3 separate regions of the Sus scrofa genome follow, and all the other regions are linked to region 3. The links are chromatin contacts, called in public HiChIP or PLAC-seq and promoter capture Hi-C maps. All regions are on one chromosome and are shown on one strand. Each heading gives the region's core, a stretch centred on a gene start, on an enhancer-like site or on the middle of the called end of the contact. The rest is flanking DNA. Distances are from core to core; before and after follow the strand shown.

Region 1 (4,442 bases), core at 1,786-4,285, 160 kb before region 3:
TGAGTGAGGCTGGGGATTGAACACTGTCCTCATGGATACCAGTCAGATTCTGCTGCACTACAAGAGGAAACTTGAGCCTCTCATTTTTAACGTTGCTTGTAAGAGTAGGTATAGGAACTTGGCTGGAAACAGCTGTAGTTATATGTCCTATACAAAGCTACACGCACAAGCACTAAACTACTCCCCCCCCAAAAAAAACCCTCAGAAGTTAACAAAGAATCATCTTCCACTTGGATTGCCAAAAGTTATATAATCTGTTTAATTTCCATTCCTTCCCCTCCAGCCCAAACTTATTGCTCTGTCAGAAAAGAGCCTGTAGAGCTGCTCCTACAGCAGTTTACTTGATCGTGGACAGAGGCCAAGATTCTGGTGCAAGACTGAAGCGTACAATTTTGGCACCCTAGTACCATCAAAGTAAAATACTGTTCTGGTGTGGAATGAAAAATTTACACAACCACCACCACCACTTCTTCTTCTTCCAAACCAGCAAAAAAAAAAAAAAAAAAAAAAAAAAAAAATCTCAACTTGGACGGGGGCGGGGGGGGGGAAGGGGCGGCGGAGGGGGGGAGTCTTCTATATACACATAAACAAGAAATAAGACGAAAAATGCTAGCCATTTTTACAGACATAAGCTGTCTACATATGTAATTTAACCATTCACCTCTAACCTCACATGTAAACTATGCTTCCTGAGACAGGTTTTTGTGGGGGGGGTTTTGGGTCTCTTTTTGTCATTTAGGGCCGCACCCGCCACAACAGATCCTTAACCCACTGAGCAAGGCCAGGGATCAAACCTGCGTCCTCCTGGATGCTAGTCAGGTTGGTTAGCTGCTGACTACCGCTGAGCCTTGACAGCAACTCCTGGATTTGTTTTTAAACATAACCTCCATTTTGTACTTTTTCAAGGTAATCTTTCAACAACACTCATACCTGAGACTTTGAGTAGCATTTAATACTACTTTAACACTTTTCTAAAAGACTCGAGTAACTGGCAAAATGACAATGTTAATTCACATTTTTAAAATATTTCAGGGTTTACACTACCCGACAAAATAAGTTTCACTCTATTCTTTTTGTCAAATAAACCATCCTGACACATTCCTTCACTGGTTTGCTGGCCTGGGGAACAAGAAGGAGATTTAAGCAACAAAGGTACATGGTTAGTTCAGAGTTAAACTGAAGTCACAGATATTTTGATCTAAAACGTGTTTTTTTTTTTTTTTCTTCTGGTCAAAATCCCCCACATTTGTTTTCCTTCATATTTTTTTTAAAAGGAAAAAGTTGCTTCCAGTTCCCCTTGTGCTTTCCTAGGCTCCAACAGTTCTGATTCTCATAACTGGCTATAGAAAAATACATGAAATGCTTACATTTTCCTGAGTTAGTTTCTGTGCATCCTGGTTGGATGCTCATTATGATCTGACTATTCTGACCCCAGTATACGTTGGGCTAATCTTTTAGTCAAATGCATGCATACATGAGAATGGATTTTTATTAAGAAAGCAGTTCTAGAGATTTCATTAAGCCAGTTTAATTCTTTGATCACTTTCGTAAACAATACCATAAAACTTAGCCCATTTTTTTTCCTTTTCATTTTATCTTGATATTACTTTCTTATGTATTTCACATGCTTTTCCTGGTTAAGTTATACACAAAGTTTTGACTCATCAGCTTACGTTTTGAACATATCAAATTTTACTTACTCTGCTACTGAGATTTCTTTTGTGGTCATTTCTGAGTCCAACTTTTCTAAGTCTTACTGGTCTAGAACATTGGTTCTCCCTGGTTAAGCCCAGAACCATCTGAGCCATTTGCAGTTTTACCTGTTTATCTTGTGTTATTTGTATCTAGAATGTTACCAGTTGGAAAAGGACTGATAGCTTGTATTTGTTTCTTAGCTAAGTCTTAACTGTCAGAAATGTAACAAGAAGGAGTAAGGTGAAAGGTTAATGAATAGGAACTGCACAGAAATAGGAAGGGCTGAAAAAGAGTATGAAAAAAACATCAAGTCCAAACATCCTGCTTGGTTCTATCAGTTCCTCTAAGTGTTACATCAGACTAGACAGCTGGCTCAAGGTGAAAGATTTCTTTACAATTCGAGACTAAATTCATGACCGATTTCCTTTGGAAACGAACAGTTGGGTAAAAGGGGGCTGATGAAGCATCGAAACGTTGGAGGCTTTTTTCCAGAAGTCATCAGGGTCATTTAAAGAGCTTTGGAAAAAGTAGAGCTTTAGGAGAAGGGGCAGCTGTCTTAAAATTATTTCAAGGGCACTGATGTCTATTCCTGGAACCTTTTCCTAAGAGAGTAAGGCATTTCGGTTTCTTGGAATGACTGAATTACACAAGCATGCCCAAGACTAAGCAATTTCAGAAAATAAGCAGTTGTCAAAACACTATGAATTACTTAGCGATAAAACCTGAGAGTGGTGGTGGGCGAAGGGTATGCTGCTAGGGGTACACAGACGACTTCAGCTGCATTTATGTTCCTTCGTTCCTTAACTTGCTTTTTGGAACACTCGTGGTTGTGGTAGTCCTATGGTCTATGCATTCTGGTATTTTGAAAACACTACAAAATTTTTGGAGGGTAACTAAGCACCCGGCAGCTCCGCGGAATCGTGACAACAAACGATAAATACAGTAAATATGCGTTACCCACAGACCTACGAGAGCCAACGTCCAGGCCGCGGTCTCCACGGCGGGCAGATCCCGTTCGGGCTGGGGGACCCTCCCCACGCCTCGCCCCACCGCGTCCCCTCGCCGGGTCGCCCTGACAGCTCGGCTGCCACGTGAGCAGCAGCCGTGGCCCCCGCGTCGAGCGCCCGGCCTCCCGCCTCACCTGCCCCGTCCACTGGTCCGCGCCTCCACCGCAGCGCCAGACAGCAGTGCCGCGGGCCGAGGTGCCGGGTACCCGCCGTGCGCACCTCGCCAGCTCTCTCCGAGTCGGACCGCTGCGGCGCCCAGCGGCAGGAAGCGGCTCCGCTCAAACCGGTTTCAGCTGCTCCAGACCAAACCGCCAGGCCATCCCGCGGGGCGGGGCTGGAGGGCTGGCGGGCGGGGCCTGACGTCACGCCCGGCGCCGTCCGAACCAATAGGCGCCCGCGCGTGAGGGGCGGGCCGCGCGAGTTCCTGGAAAGGGCCCGCATCGTCAATCGGTGGTGGCCGGGCATCCCCGGGGTCCCCGGCGTCTGCCTTTTCCGTTGGCTGGAATCCGCCGCGGGTGGCGGCGCCGAGCAGGCCTGGCTTGGGTTCATAGATGCCTATCTTGGAACTCTTAAGTATTAAGACAACCTAGACTAGGACGTGGAGCTGCAATTATAAATTGCATTTTTCCTCATCGGAAAGCGAGAGAAATGAGCAGGCCTGACCTCAGGAACTTTTCCTCCGTTCCAAATTAACAAGCACACTTGGGTCAGATCTTTAGGGTTAAGAAGGAGAATTAAGTGACCTAAGATGGTTGAGCGTTTACAACATTCGCTGCGAAAGCTTGATATTCCAAGCCAGCAGTATCACCTGGGAGCGATCAGAATTGCTCTATTGGGATCCTCTGCCTATTCGAATTGCGTTTAACAAGATCCCCAGATTATTTGTATGTAAATTAAAGTTTGAAGGAAATTTTATGGAAGCTGGAAAAAGTAGCAAAAAATTGTAGTTTAATTTCTGGGGGAAAAAATGAGCTATATTAAGAAAAAAAAAAAAAAAAGCGAGGAGTTCCCATAGTGGCACAGCGGAAACGAATCCGACTAGGAACCATGAGGTTTCGGGTTCCAACCCTGGCCTCGCTCAGTGGGTTAAGGAACCGGGTTGCCCTGAGCTGTGGTGTAGGTTGCAGACGGGGCTGGAATCTGGGGGTTGCTATTGCTCTGGTAAGGCCAGCAGCTGTAGCTCTGATTAGACCCCTAGCATGGGAACTTCCATGTGCCAGGCGTGGGGCCCTAAAAAGACAAGAAAAAAAAGTGAAGTTTTTTTTTCTCTTTTGATGGTCCCAGAAAAATGAGTTAATCAGCATTTGCCACTCACCCAACTTAACATTTTCCAGCATCAAGGTTAACCACTGATTAATTCCTGAAAGAAAATTTTATCAGGTTTTATTTAATCATTTAAATCAAGTGTGATACCGAAAATTTACAAAGAACCGTCTTGGAGTTCCCACTGTGGCATAAGGGGATCAGGGATTTGGGGAGTGCTGGGGTGTGGATTTGACCCCTAGTTGGACACAGTGGGTTAAGGATACGGCATTGCTGAGCTGCAGCTTAAGTCACAACTATGGCACGGATCTGATCCCTGGCTGGGGAACTCCATGTGCTGCAGGGAAGCAAAAAAAAAAAAAACCCAAAAAACAAAACAATAATAATAAAATTGGAGTTCCTGTTGTGGTGCAGTGGTTAAAAAATCCGACTAGGAACCATGAGGTTGCAGGTTCAGTCCCTTGCCTTGCTCAGTGG
Region 2 (3,917 bases), core at 1,128-3,627, 220 kb before region 3:
CCCTGGCCTCGATCAGTGGGTCAAGGATCCGGTGTTGCCATGAGCTGTGGCGTAGGTTGCAGATGCAGCTCGGATCTGGCATTGCCTTGGTGTAGGCCAGCAGCTGTAGTTCCGATTAGACCCCTAGGCTGGGAACCCGTGTGGCCCTAAAAAAAAAAGGGGGGGGAAGGGGAAGGTTGTATAAATGGAATCATACAGTATATGACATTTTGATGTGGGCTTTTTTTCCCCACTCACCATAATGCCCCTATGATTCATCCAAATTGTTGCTGTGTCAGTATTTAATTCCTTTTTACTACTGAGTAGCTCGTTACGTGGAATGTGTCACAGATTGTTTAACCATTCACCTATTAAGGAACATTTTAGTTGTTTCCAGTTTGGGGCTATTACAAATAAAGCTGCTATAAATAGTTGTGTAAAAGTTTCTGTATGGATATGAGTTTTCATATCTCTAGCATAAAAGATCAGAAGTGCGTTGCTGGGCCATATCTTAAGTATATGCTTAGTTTTTTTTTTTGTTTGTTTTTTGTTTTTGTCTTTTTGCCTTTTCCAGGGCCACTCCCACGACATATGGAGGTTCCCAGGCTAGGGGTCTAATTGGAGCTGTAGCTGCCAGCCACAGCCACAGCAATGCCAGATCCAAGCCACGTCTGCAACTGCCGGATCGTCAGCCCACTGAGCAAGGCCAGGGATCAAACCCACAACCTCATGTTCCTAGTCAGATTTGTTAACCACTGCGCCACAACAGGAACTCCAGTATACGCTTAGCTCTAAAGACACTGTCAAACAATGTTCTAGAGTGGACTACCATTTGACATTGCCACCAGTATGAGAAATGCACTTTCTCCACATACTCACCAGCATTTGGTATTGCACTATTTTGTATTGTAGCTATTCTAATAGGTATATAGTGACAGCTCATTTTACTTTGCCTTTCCTTCATGGTTAGTGAGGTTGAATAAATTTTCAGGTCTATTTGACACCTGTATATTCTTTTCAGTGTAATGTCTCTTCATATATTGGCACCTAAATATTTTCCTTTTTTTAAGCAATTATAAATGGTAATATATTTTTAATTTTGGTGTCCACACGTACATTTTTAGTATACAGAAATAGTTGGTTTTCGTATGTTGATTTTTAAAAAGTTTTTGTTTTATTTTTGTATGTTGATCCTGTGACCATGCTGAACTTAGTTCTAGTAGTTTGTTTATAGATTCCTTGGGATTTGGGGGATTTTTTTTATGCAGACTATCATGTCATCTGCAAATAGGAACAGTTTTATTTCTATCTTTTCTACCCTGTATGCCTTTCCTTTCTTTTCTCCTTTATTCATCTGTTGCACTGGTTGGTACTTCAGTACTGTGTTGAATAGCATTGGGTGGTGGGTATCGTTGTTCTGTTTGGGGGAAAGCATTCAATCTTAGTATGATTTCAGCTGTAGGTTATTTTTAGGGCCACACCCACAACATACGGAAGTTCCCAGGCTAGGGGTCAAATCGGAGCTACAGCTGCCAGCCTACACCACAGCCGCAGCAACAGTAACGTGGGATTGGAGCTGCATCTGTGATCTACACCAGAGCTCACAGCAATGCAGGATCCTTAACCCACTGAGCGAGGTCAAGGATCAAACCTGCATCCTTATGGATACTAGTTGGGTTCATAACCCACTGAGCCACAATGGGAACTCCAATTTTTTGGAGATAATCCTTGACCAGTTGGAAGAAGTCCCCCTCCATTCCTTTTCCTTTGAGAATTATTTTTTTATCATAAATTGGTACTGAATTCTGCCAAGTGCTTTTCACCTGCATCCATTGATATGCTTATGTCATTTTTCTAATTTACTCTACATGGTGAATTACATTGTTTGATTTTTCAAATATTATATCCATTTTGCCTCCCTAAAATCCCACTTGTGGTATATAATTCTTTCTATACATTCCTGAATTTTATCTGCTAACGTTTTAAAAGAATTTTTGCAGCTATATTATAAGGAACATTGGTCCATAGTGTTTTTTCTTTTCTTGTTTTCTGTTTTAAAAATTATGGTTTTTTGGTAGTCTCTTCATTTGGTTTTGGTATCAGGGAAATAACTAGCTTCCAAGAGTGAGGGGTGAAGGGTTCCATTCTCTTCTATTTTCTTTCTTTTTTCTTTTCTTTTCTTTTTTTTTTTTTTTTGTCTTTTGTCTTTTTAAGGCCACACCCACAGCTTATGGAGATTCCCAGGCTAGAGATCGCATTGGAGCTGTAGCTGTTGGCCTACACCACAACCATAGCAACTCTGGATCCGAGCCGTGTCTTTGACCTACACCACAGCTCAGGGCAACACCGGATCCTTATCCCACTGAGCAAGGCCAGGGATCAAACCCACATCCTCGTGGATACTAGTCGGGTTGGATAACCACTGAGCCATGACGAGAACTTCCTCTTCTATTTTTAGAAGAGATTTTATAGAGGTCATTCTAATTCTTCCCTAAACATTTGCTAGGACTCTCCATTGGAAACATCTAAGCCTGGAAATTTCTTTTGCAGGTTTTAAAATTTAATTTCCTTAATAGCTATAGGGCTATTCAATATATTTGTTTCATTTGGGGTGACTTATGATAGTTTGTGTCTTTCAAGAAATTGGCCCATGGACTTCCCGTGTGGCTCACAGCATAATTACTCGGCGTTGCTTCGACAGTGGCTGTGGTTGACCCCTGGCTCGGGAACTTCCATATGCTGCAGTTGCAGCCACTTGTTTAAGAAAAGAAAAGAAAGAATGAGAAATTGGCCCATTTCATCTAAGTTACCATTTTTATGTGAAGAGTTTTTCATAGTATTGCCTGAGTATCCTTTTGATGTCTGTCTACAGGACTTAATTTATTCCTGATATTAATAATTTGTCTTTTTTTGTCAGTCTTGCTAAAGATCTGTCAGTGTTATTGCTGATAAAAGCTTTTTTATTTCATTGATTTTTCTCTATTATTTTCCTGTTTTGAAATATACTCATTTATATTCTTATCTTTATCGTGTCCTTCTTTCTGCTTACTTAAGTTTTGTTTTGATCTCCTCTTTCTAGTTTCTTGAGATGGGACTTTAGGTTATTGATTTGAGACTTTTCCTCTTCTCTAACAAATGCATTTAGGAGCTATGAATTTCCTTCTTAACCCTGCTTTAGTTGTATCCCACACATTTTGAAATGTCAGCTAGATCTTCTTGGTTGATAGTGTTGTTGAGTTCTTCATATGCTTGCTCTTTTCTGTTTAGTTGTTCTATCAATTTGGGGGAGGATAGTGTAGTCTCCAACTATAATTCTATGTCTATTTCTTCTTTCAGGTCTACCAGTTTTGGTTTTTTTTTTTTTTTTTCTTTTGGACTTTTTAGGGCTGCACCTGCAGCACATGCAGCTTCCCAGGCTAGGGGTTGAATCGGAGCAACAGCTGCTGGCCTATGCCACAGCCAGACATGCCAGATTGACAGATTTGAGCCGCGTCTGCAACTTACACCACAGCTCACACAGCAACGCCGGATCCTTAACCCACTGAGCAAGGCCAGGGATCCAACCCACATCCCCATGGCTACTAGTCGGATTTGTTACCACTGACCCACGGTGAGAACTCCATACAATTGCATTTTTGTCTGTAGTGTTTTGCATGTATTTCCTTGTATAGCTTTTTGAGTGGTTACTCAACTTATTACCTTATATATATATATAACTTATCAAAGTCTACTGGCACCATGATTTTACCAATTTGAGTACAGAAACATATCCCTTCATCAACTTTTCCCGCAACTACTTAAAATTGTCCCAAATACTTCCCCTACATACACTGAGAACCACAGTGTTGTAATTTTTTGCTTCAAGCATCAAAAATGATTTCAGAAGACTTATAGGAGAAGGAAATTCTATTGCATTTGCCTGTATTTTTACTATTACC
Region 3 (4,344 bases), core at 1,834-4,333:
GGGTTCGATCTCTGGTCTCGCTTAATGGGTTAAGAATCCGGCATTGCCATGAGCTGTGGTGTAGGTCACAGACATGGCTCGGATCTGGCATTACTGTGGCTGAGGTGTAGGCTGACAGCTATAGCTCCAATTTGACCCCTAGTCTGGGAACCTCCATATGCCCAGAGTTTGGCCCTAAAAAAGTAAAAAAAAAAAAAAAAAAATTATAAGCTCTTAAATTCAGAATCTCAAAATAGAATTTACATAATAATTGTAGAATTCTGGATGTGGTATTATTTTAAAAAGGAGTCAGGGTATATTTCAGACATGGAAATAAAGTTAAAAACTTCTTTTCTTTCCTTTTTTTGGGGGAGTTATACCTGTGTCATATGGAATTTCCCAGGTTAGGGGTCAAATCAGAGCTGTAGCTGCTGGACTACACCATAGCCACATGGGATCAAAGCCGTGTCTGTGATCTGTACCACAGCTCACTGCAACGCTGGATCCATAACCCACTGAGCAAGGCCAGGGCCTGAACCTGCGTCCTCATGGATACTAGTCAGATTCGTTTCTGCTAAGCCAGAACAAGACATTTTCTTTATAGCTGCATTAAATGGTACCTAACCTAAAGTCTAATGATCACGCCCTCTCTAATCTGGACCAGTCAGGAAGGGAAGAATGAGCCCAATGAGGCAGTTATCTGAGAAATCATAGAACAAAATCTATAACTTCCTATCACATATCAAGTTGATGAGTTTTATTTAGAAAGTTTGAATATTCTTTAGGGCATTGCATCTCTGCATTTGTTACCACTTCCTGAACTGAGTTATGCAGATTCAGCCATCTAGGATTAGTTTTTAGGTTCCAAATGGGTTTGGAACTCTTTGCCTGCTATTGTTGGAAGGCAGTGATATGTCCTAGCTGCATGGCCCAAGGAGTGAAGGATAAACCATAAGTGATTAAGGCCCACAGAGTTAAAAAGTGGTACAGCTTCTGGGCCAGTGGTTTTCCAGCTGTGCTGCAGGCAGCACTTTGGGAGCTCCAAGGTCAGGACTGGGAGATGGTAGTGAGCTTCCAGGGCCCTGGACTCTCCACTCTTGCTCATGCATATCAGCTAGTTTACACTGTGCACTTGCAGATAGGCATTCATTGGAAGAAAGTATGTCCAGGCCAAAAAAAGGTTTGAAAACCACCAGGCTCACCTAGTTGTCTCATTTTCTGTAAGGGGAAGTTGAATTCCAGGTTAAAGAAGAAAAGCCACCCAAAGTCACATAGTAACCCAGCAACTCCTTTTTCCTTGGGGACTCTCTGTACAGACTACCTCTAACTGTGACTTTTTTATCCTTCCTTCCCTGCCTCCCTCCCTTCCTTCCTTCGCCTTTCCTGGTCCCAGGATTGAACCACTGAACCCGAGCCACAGCAGTGACAACACTGAGTCCTTAACTGCTAGACCACCAGGGAATTCTACCCTACCCCCTCCTTTTTTTTTTTAACTTTTTCAACCACCCCACGACATATGGAAGTTCCCAGACCAGGCATAAGATTCCAAGCTAGAGCTGCGACCTACACCACAGCTGCAGCAACATCAGATCCTTAACCCACTTCACTGCAGCAGGAATTCCTATCTTTTCTTTTTTTAAATAAAAAAATGTAGTTCTGTGAGTTCCCATTGAGGCACAGTGGAAACAAATCCTACTGGTATCTATGAGGCTGTGGGTTTGATTCCTGGCCTCCTCGCTCAGTGGGTTGGGGATCTGGCATTGCCATGAGCTGTGGTATAGGTTGCAGACGCGGCTTGGATCTCAAGCTGCTGTGACTTTGGTGTAGGCTGGCAGCTGTAGCTCCGATTCAAGCCCTAGCCTGGGAACTTCAGTATGTTGCGAGTGTGCCTAAAAGGCAGAAAACAAAAAAACAAAACCCAAAGTGTACAGTTGGGTATTTTAGATTGCTAAGTTGCAGATAATGGTATATAGTCAGTACAGATGATAATAGTTTGAGACTAGACTATGATCAAGGCTGAGGAATGCTATTTGCTATCTGTGCCGTCTCATCATCTTCACTTTTGAGTTTCAAGGACACTTGTTATGGGAGAAAAGAGTTGTTTATTTCTGTGTACTCTGCCTGCAGTTAAAGTTTTTAAAAACAGGCAGTGTTCCTGTGAGAGCCGCAGCAACAGGCATTTATCTTTTCAGTCCAGGTATACTGGACCCATGTCTGGCCTGCTAGCTCTCATCAGGCGCTTCTCTGAGGGAACATCATTCATGCCTGGTTACTCAGCTGTGTGCTTCTTAAAATATGAGGAAACAACTTGGTGGTGTTCCTGCTGTGGCACCACAAGTTCCTTCCCTAGCCTGGCACAGTGGGTAAAGCTGTGGCATAGGCGGCTCAGATCTGATCCCTGGCCTGGGAACTCCATATGCCATGAAGCAGCCAAAAAAGAAAAAAGAGAGAAAGAAAAAACAATTTGGCGAAAACAGTCACTAGTGGCGTTCCTTGTCATATAATTGTAGAAGAAAGAAGACTGGTACAATGAAGGAAAGACAGGAAGAGGAGTGGTTTATCATTTATTGTACATTTGCATTACAGACACTGTGCTGTGCATTTTACAGGCATTGTTCTGAGTCTCACAACCACAAGAAGTAAACAGTATAGTCTTTCTGTTACCCACCCTCCAAATTGTGGAAAACCGAGACTCAAATCTGGGACACACTGACTTCAAGGCAGAACTTAAAAGAAATGCAAACAGCAAGGTTTGAGTCAGTGCTGAGTAGTAAATAATGAGCCTTGACTCTTTGTAGTTCCCTGTTGGGGAAAGTGCCTGAGGGCCTCTTTCTGCTAACTCAGAGTATCTTCAAACTAGTCGTAGCACCCTCTCAGGGTGGCCAGGACTCTGATTCATTGACTGGCTTTGGCTCACGGCCCCCTGAGCTCCCCCCTCAACCTCTCATCCCATTGCTGGAGAGGCTCTAACAACCTGCAGACTATTAGGAAAGAAGCCATTGCCTTTCCAGATAATTTTCTCACACAAAGCAGGATCCAACTTCTTCTTCTTCTCTTGCTGCTTTAAGGTTTGCACCCATAGCATGTGGAAGTTCCAGGCTAAGAGTTGAATCAGAGCTACAGCTGCCAGCCTAGACCACAGCCACAGCAACGCCAGATCTGAGCTGAGTCTGTGACCTACACCACAGCTCGCAGCAAAGCCAGATCCTTAACCTACTGAGCGAGGCCAGGGATTGAACCCTTGTCCTCATGGATACCAGTCGGATTTGTTACCTCTGAGCCACAGTGGGAACTCCAGGATCCAACTTCTTATGTTAAAACTAAAGAAAGGGCCTGTCTCCTTCTGAAGTGGCCCACACTTTGTCTCTCTCAATAAATCTACTTCTTACCTATCCAAACAAACAAACAAAAACACTGAAGGAAAGAAACTAAGTCGGGATTTTTAACTTTGCTGGACTGGATGGAACCCTCGATAACTCTTTCTGTCTATAAGAAACATTCTCATCTGGCCTCCAAACGCCTCTTATTCTTGGCTCTTGCCCTTTGAAGTTGTAAATCATGCTCTTTGTTTGCTGAGTGGCTGCCCTTTCATGACCCACAAGCTCCCTGGAGTTTTTCATGGAGCTGGGTTTTCTAACATCCTCAAAGTTACAAAAACTCAATTTATTGGAACGTAATTTTAAGGATGAGTGCTTTTTAGTTCATTGCTTGTCAGGGTTTTGTTTTGCTCTCTGCCTGGTCTAAGCACAGTACCTGCAGCTGCTGCCTCCTAAACGTAGACCCTAGAGTGGGGAATAAGGGCTCAGTGCCTGGCACACAGTACATGCTCAGTGAAGGCTGGTTGAATGAATACATGAACAACACATTTAAGTGAAATTTGATGAGATTTAAAAATAGATGTAGAGGAGTTCCTGTTGTGGGTCAGTGGTAGCGAACCCAACTAGTATCCATGAAGATGTGGGTTCGATCCCTGCTCTCCCCCCCCAGTGGATTAAAGATCCTGTGTTGCCACAAGCTGTGGTCTAGGTGGCAGACTCGGCTCGGGTCTGCTGTGGCTGTGGCTGTGGTGGAGGCTGGCAGCTGCAGATCTGATTCGACCCCTAGTCTGGGAACTTCCGTATGCCGTGGGTGCGGCCCTAAAAAGAAATTTTAAAAAATAGAGGTAGAGTATCACAGTACCTTGATCACCAGTTTATAACTCTACCATCAAATTTAAGCTGTGGTTGGTTGATTTTATGTGCTAACTATAGGACAGGGAAGTTTCCAAAGTGAATAGCATGCACTCTCACATAAACCCTGCAGATTTGCTCAAGTCTCACTTGAAAAGTGTTCAGACTAGCCCAAACTGGTCCCTATCCAAAGCCC

Evidence for each region. Promoter capture Hi-C pulls out the DNA fragments that hold promoters and counts their contacts. HiChIP or PLAC-seq counts read pairs in DNA pulled down with a chosen protein or histone mark.
Region 1: a promoter capture Hi-C map of fetal liver shows a contact between it and region 3, with 4 times the contacts expected there. The contact joins the promoter of GPCPD1 here to the enhancer-like site in region 3. A contact is called at or near these places in 1 of 5 promoter capture datasets (fetal liver), 10 of 47 Hi-C or Micro-C datasets (alveolar macrophages, blood, embryonic fibroblasts and 5 more) and 2 of 2 datasets of contacts at active chromatin or transcription factors (alveolar macrophages and skeletal muscle).
Region 2: a contact with region 3 is called in an H3K27ac HiChIP or PLAC-seq map of alveolar macrophages. The contact joins two enhancer-like sites. A contact is called at or near these places in 3 of 47 Hi-C or Micro-C datasets (adipose tissue, epiblast stem cells and spleen) and 2 of 2 datasets of contacts at active chromatin or transcription factors (alveolar macrophages and skeletal muscle).

The regions. Positions count from the first base shown.
Region 1 is chr17:14,473,188-14,477,629 of Sscrofa11.1, forward strand. It overlaps GPCPD1 (glycerophosphocholine phosphodiesterase GPCPD1), which reads right to left and starts at 3,036. Exons shown (of 20, transcript XM_021078049.1): 1 at 2,837-3,036.
Region 2 is chr17:14,410,399-14,414,315 of Sscrofa11.1, forward strand. No RefSeq gene overlaps it. Among named protein-coding and RNA genes, the nearest start is that of GPCPD1, 64 kb to the right of the region's middle. Within about 2 kb of position 2,378, at least 1 of the 83 cell types and tissues checked has an H3K27ac peak or open chromatin away from gene starts, as enhancers often do. A contact at or near this core is called in alveolar macrophages, where this site is marked.
Region 3 is chr17:14,632,603-14,636,946 of Sscrofa11.1, forward strand. The region is part of intron 2 of C17H20orf196; the gene reads left to right. Among named protein-coding and RNA genes, the nearest start is that of C17H20orf196, 24 kb to the left of the region's middle. Within about 2 kb of position 3,084, at least 12 of the 83 cell types and tissues checked have an H3K27ac peak or open chromatin away from gene starts, as enhancers often do. A contact at or near this core is called in alveolar macrophages and fetal liver, where this site is marked.